2 separate regions of the Sander lucioperca genome follow, and region 1 is linked to region 2. Evidence: chromatin contacts called from public Hi-C data. All regions are on one chromosome and are shown on one strand. Each heading gives the region's core, a stretch centred on a gene start, on an enhancer-like site or on the middle of the called end of the contact. The rest is flanking DNA. Distances are from core to core; before and after follow the strand shown.

What was found. Hi-C and Micro-C count contacts between places; a contact is called where the count stands out from the background.
Region 1: a Hi-C map of muscle shows a contact between it and region 2, with 2.9 times the contacts expected there. The contact joins the promoter of glsa here to the promoter of stat1a in region 2. A contact is called at or near these places in 2 of 2 Hi-C or Micro-C datasets (liver and muscle).

What each region holds. Positions count from the first base shown.
Region 1 is chr24:519,738-522,827 of SLUC_FBN_1.2, forward strand. glsa (glutaminase kidney isoform, mitochondrial) reads right to left here and starts at 1,786. Exons shown (of 18, transcript XM_031304792.2): 1 at 1,367-1,786. The coding sequence starts at 1,620.
Region 2 is chr24:388,898-391,976 of SLUC_FBN_1.2, forward strand. stat1a (signal transducer and activator of transcription 1a) reads left to right here and starts at 1,404. Exons shown (of 25, transcript XM_031304787.2): 1 at 1,404-1,532.

The DNA.
Region 1 (3,090 bases), core at 536-3,035, 130 kb after region 2:
CTTGCGCCTGTTAAATTTGGAACCGATAAATCGGATTTTAAACCAAATTTTTCCAAGTTGGGACCGGCTCTCCATGCCCAATCCTAGTTTTTAAGACCAGTTCAGACCAAAGAACTGGGCTTTCATAAAATGAAGTTGCATATTAAACTGGGCCTACAATAACGTGTAGGGCGGCCCAAAGCCTTTATACATTGCCTTTTTGCTTGAAATACTAAGCTATTAAATTAGCCTAATTATTGTTGGCATGATTTATAAAAAAAAACATGTTTTAATGTTAAAAACCTACATGTGGCACAGTGGATTCATTGAAAAGAATGAAATGGGAAAAATTAACAATAATTTGGAGGACCCCCTGCATTGACTCTGAGGACCCCCTAGGTGGTCCCGAACCCCGTGTGAAAGATCCAGATCATTTAATATATGAAAATTAAAAATTAAAAAGCACAATGTTGCTTTACTTTTCTTTGTCACCGTGAATGTAAAAATCGCTTTTGGGAGACTGTTGATGACACTTCAATAAAAAAACATGTCATGTGTCATATTATGAACTTAATAACTAATGATCAATACAATGCATCCATGATAAAAAATAAATAAAAATAAAAAAAATTGATAGATGCCTTCCTAGGGTTAATGATGACTGACCTTCAATAGACATTTAGAGGAGGCTTAGTCCGGCTGCATGGTGCATTAGGTTAAACAGACACATCGTGTTTGTAGTTATAATATCATTTTCAAAAAGGCAAGAGAAGCTGGTGGCAGGTTTATGCATCAGTGATGTAGCTGTAGATGAAAGCTGCAGCTTCTGGTCACGATATCTAGCTGGCTGCACACCACATGCTCCCATTTGACCTTTCTTCAGCACAAACGTTTGATCACGTGCCCTTCTCCTACAGGCAATAAATAGCTTCGAAACGTGGCATTGAATAATATTGGAAATTAGTAAATCTCGCCGGCAAGCCCACACTGTAGCCTTAGCTACAAATTAGCTTAGCTGTCTGGCTAGGTTGTCATTCAATCAGCATCTGAGCTAGCCCTCTGCGTGATGCACTTTGCCGAACAACAATGTAAATATCTACTACTTAAAATAGGTGTGTGAATGTAAGACGTAACGTTACAACTCAAAGTAAAACATGTTATTCATAAGGTAATGTTAGAAGCCAATCTGTAATTCGGCATCTATTTTGTATGTAAATATAGACGTATTTCAATGAAAAATAAACCTAAGGAATGGTTCCCTGGTTTCGTCACAGGCTTCCGCCAACGTTTAACGCGGCAGTAAATTGGCAGTTTTTCCTATTTAGTTTGGCGTACCGTGGAGCTAGCGGCTAACATCTGCCCACAGACCCGGGTTAACGCTACTCACTTCTCTGTCGAGTCCTTGGCGGTTTCATTGTGGCTATCACTCTTGGAGCAAAAGCTTCTAACGCCGTGTCTTCTTGCGAAGTGCTGCGGGGGAAATGCACTCCGTCTGCCCGGCGACCTCCCATCCAAACTACGGGTGCTGAAGCAGGCGGCGGTTGCAGGTGTCGCTTTAACACCAACTCTACCTGTCAATGGACGCTTCAGCTGCGTTTGAAATAACTCCTTGAGCGCTACCGTTGACCGAAAATGTAACATTTCAATCCCGTTGAGAAGAATATCTGGATAATGTAACGACTGTAAGGCCGAGAGAAGAAAACTGGAGGAGTAGAGGCGCAGCTTCTAACGAGAGTGTCGGCTTTTCTCAGCTGAGTAACGGTTGTCTCCCCCGGTGACTCAACAACAGAAAGAGCCACTCAGCGGAGTACAACCTACCTTTCACGCAACAGGGGTTTTGATTGGAGCGTAACAACGCATAGCTGCACCTGATTGGCCAAGAGGGCTGTCAATCATTAGAACTGTCTAGCTTATTGTTTTGATTGATTTTATAGCGATTATGAATATATACATACCTTTATAATGTTTTTTTTTTTTTAAAGTACAGTCTCCCTCTTTATAATAGTTTGCACAAGACGGTAAAGAACCAAAGCAATCCTTTAGAGAGGAACCATCACAGCAAAGTATGTGACAGATCCAAAATATTATTATAGTGGATAGAAAATGCAGACACAGACATTACATACCTATCATTCCAATATGTATCTTGCACACTTCTTTGCACTATTACATTTTGACCTTTACATCCCACTCCATGTGTACTTGTCTTGATATTATGTCTTATTTATATATTTGTATTTTTATATATTATGTTGATATGTGCCTATATGTATGTTATTGTCTCTATTGTACAGTATGTGTCTATATTACTATTTGTCTACTGAATGTCTATTTGTTGAATGTATAGAGAGGTAACGCCTACCAAAGTCAAATTCCTTGTGTATGTAAGTATACTTGGCCAATAAATCTGATTCTGGTTCTGGTTCTGGTTCTGATTCTGGTTCTGATTCTGAGTGTCTTGTCTTGGGCTGACACCATGTGAGTTACTTTGGTACTGCACATATTTCAGGCTGTGGTTTCCTCAGCAGATGTCTCTCTGTCCTCTCTCTGTCCTTCATGAAATAAAACAGCTACAGCACCATCTCCTGGTTGGAAATGATTTCAAATGAGTCTGCATGCAGGGAACAGGAACAAGACTGACGGACTAATAACAGGTTACCAAAAATAACCTCAGCCCCTAAAATAACCGGCAGGCAGTGATCCGTTATAACTTCTTCTATATGTTTTATTACATGCATGCAGATTTGTTTTTTCTCTCTGGATATATTTATGGGAACCACTGTGCAGGACATTATTATTATTATGATATGTATCCATCCATCCATCCATCTGAATCCGCTAATCCGGTTGGGCAGGGGACCCCCAAACTTCCTTTTCCCCCGAGCCACATTAACCAGCTCCGGCTGGGGGATCCCGAGGCGTTCCCAGACCAGGGCGGAGATATAATCCCTCCACCTAGTCCTGGGTCTTATGGGAGCGTGCCTGTGTTCCCACAGCCCTGTTTCCACATTTCTAAGATTTTTTTCAAAAGTAGGCCCTATTTTCCCACAGCTCTATGTTCCCACATTTCTAGGACATTTTCAAAATGGTGAAAATAGGTCTTGTGTTCCT
Region 2 (3,079 bases), core at 154-2,653:
ACGTCTCGTTGGGCATTTTTAAGTGGGTATATGGAAATCCTGGAGCTTTCTTAGTGGGTGTACTGCGTATACCTGCGAATCACATAGACTAGCACGCTGGAGCAATTCATAAAACCTTCAAATAAACTATGATGGCACCATCTTAGAATAGACTGGAAATGCTTGCATATTTAAAATATATTGTTACATACTTAAACACCCAAAACACCAAAGTACGAAGACATAGCGGAGCAGACGCAAGCTTTTATTTTGAAAAGTAGAAGCCCGACGGCACCAGACGGGAGGCTCCAGGCTGCAGCCGTACAGTCCTGCATATTTTTTTGTCAAACTAGTGTGAAATGCCAGTGTTGCCGCATTTTTTTAAACTTTTTTCCAGGGGCCCAAATCGGCCCAAGAGTTCATCATCGGCCTTTCTGGCATTCGGCAGAACTGCCAGATTGCCAGTCCGCCTATGACAACAAGAACAGCTCGAATCCCCAAATTGTTGTTTCCAACCTTTTTGGCTTTGCGACCCTTCAAAATAAATCCTGTGAGCCAACATCGCAAGTGTGAGAGGCCTATGAGTTGCAGGTTTCCACTTTAGTAAAAGTATGTAGGCCTAAGTATCATCAGGAAAATGGATTTAAGGTATTCAAAGTAAAAGTAGAACACCTTTAATTTACAATAGAACATGAGATTTTATAAACTAAATGTGCTTCGTGTGCAAAAAATCTTAATTTGTAAAGTAACTAAAGCTGTCCGATGAATGTAGTGGAGTAAAAAGTACAATATGTCTCTCTGAAATGTAGTGGAGTAGAAGTAGAAAGTGGCATGAAAAGAATTAAGACTCAAGTAAAGTACAAGTACCTCAACATTTGTACTTAAGTACAGCCTTGACACTTTGGGCCCCTGTTTCTTTGTTTTTTTTATTGTCAAACATTTCTTGTTGATAAATAAAGTTTTATTTTCCAGTCATTTATGTTTGAATAAATACTTGTCTCATCTTATTCTGGACAAAGTAGTGATGTGCAAACCATTTATTACCATAAATTAGGTTTCAGTTTCAGAGTTGGTGGCAGTTACTTTCTCTTTCTCTGAAAACACGTGGTCACTGTAAGCTCTTCCGATTAGTGGCTTTCCTCCCCCGGAAACTACCTTATTTTTGGCTTTTATTTACATAAATAGTATTTTAACATATAGCTTGACACCTTTAGAGTGGATGGAAAATACATATTTACACGTGTTGATTCTCTATCTTGTCCTCATTCCACTAAATCTCCGTGAAAAACATGCTGTGTGTAATTGTTATCGCGGGTGAGCTTGCTAACTAACGGAACAGCCGTTTTCGATCGTTCTGATTGGCTTTCGCGGGCAAAGGGGCGGGCACATCTCACGAAGCGTATGCTGTCATAGGCCGACGCTGTTTCCGTACGCTACACACTAGCAGAAACAGACCGCAGCCTGTCACGTTCGGTGCACACACTAAAACAAACCTTTTCAGGAATAAAGTTACATTTCTGTCACATATTGGACACGTTTCTTCAAAGCAAAAGGTAAGTTTAATCACTTACTTCCTCGCGCAATGACAACATGTTGCCAAAAATACGCTGTGTTCTCATATTGAGATACTGTTGAGCCAAACTGAACTTCAAAATAGATTAACGTTAAGTTAGTTGAACAGATGTTGTAATTTAATGTCATGTGTTACACCGAATTTACAAGTGAATAATACACATTTAGACTAAGTGTTATGGTTTAAGCTACGACGCTGTTATTTATGAAAATGTAGACGAAATCCTTAAAAAAAGTTACATTTCTGGACGGACTTTGGTTAAGGAAAACTAGCAAGGTTTGGTGGGTCAGGGAAGATTTCTGCTGTGGGATATTTATAGACTGAGGCTGGATGAAGGGCGATAGCAGTCTGGGAAAACGAAACCTATGGACTTCTCATGCACTCACCTTTGCCAGGTTGATATGGAAACCGTAACGTTGAGTTAGAATACAAAAGTATTGGCATCAAAATATAGCCTACTAAAATTACAAACATTAAAAGGACTCTGTGCAGAATTTACCATTCCAGAATAGTATGTGTTATATTATTGGGTTATAATCGTTGCTGCATTAATGTGTTCTCAGTGGGCTTCACTTAATAAACATAACCTGTAGTAGTACACAGTCGTATGTGTATTGTTGCCTATTTATGTCTATTTATTTCTATTTCTCACTGTTAATCACCGGCCTCTGTACAGCATCAACAGCATAAACATTGTTGTTTATGTGTGTGTGACGTCAAAAACTGTAACTGGGAGTACAACGATCTGGTACAAGTTCGTGAGTAGTAAGTTACGGGTTTGACTGCCGTTCCAGGGCACTTTCACAGGTAGAGGGTTGTGAAAACACGAGTTACGGGTTGCCTGGAACGCAGCATTACTACCCGTGAACTCGTACCAGATCGTTGTACTCCCAGTTACAGTTTTTGACGTCACACACACATGAACAACAATGGCGACCCCTGTTGATGCTGTACAGACGCCGGTGGTTAACGGAGTTTGTGGTGACTTTGCCTGGAACGCCACCAAGTCGTGAGTCGTGACTTGAAGTCGTAACTTACGGGCTAAAAATTGTATCTGGAACGCAGCATTATCCTATCCTATCCTAGGGCCGGGGCGATATGAAGAAAATCAAATATCACGATATTTTTGACCAAATACCTCGATATTGATACCGCGACGATATTGTAGCGTTGACCATTGGCACTTTCACAAAATATTTACACAATGAGATTTTTCAGCGTTGTGGATATAATGACTAAGTAGATAGTAATAGAATAGTTACAACAGTCTGGTAAGTTCAGAAAATTACATCACTTTACTGTAATGCAGCCTTTAAAAGCAGGCTTATGTATATTACGATATTACGATATCCAAAATCTAAGACGATATCTAGTCTCATATCACGATGTCGATATCATCTCGATATATTGCCCAGCTCTATCCTATCCCACCAAAAGCCAAAGAAGTGACATTTCAAATAGGAAATGATATCTATGCTTCTAATCACTTCTTTCATGTAAAATTCAACTGGGATAACAACTCTTGTG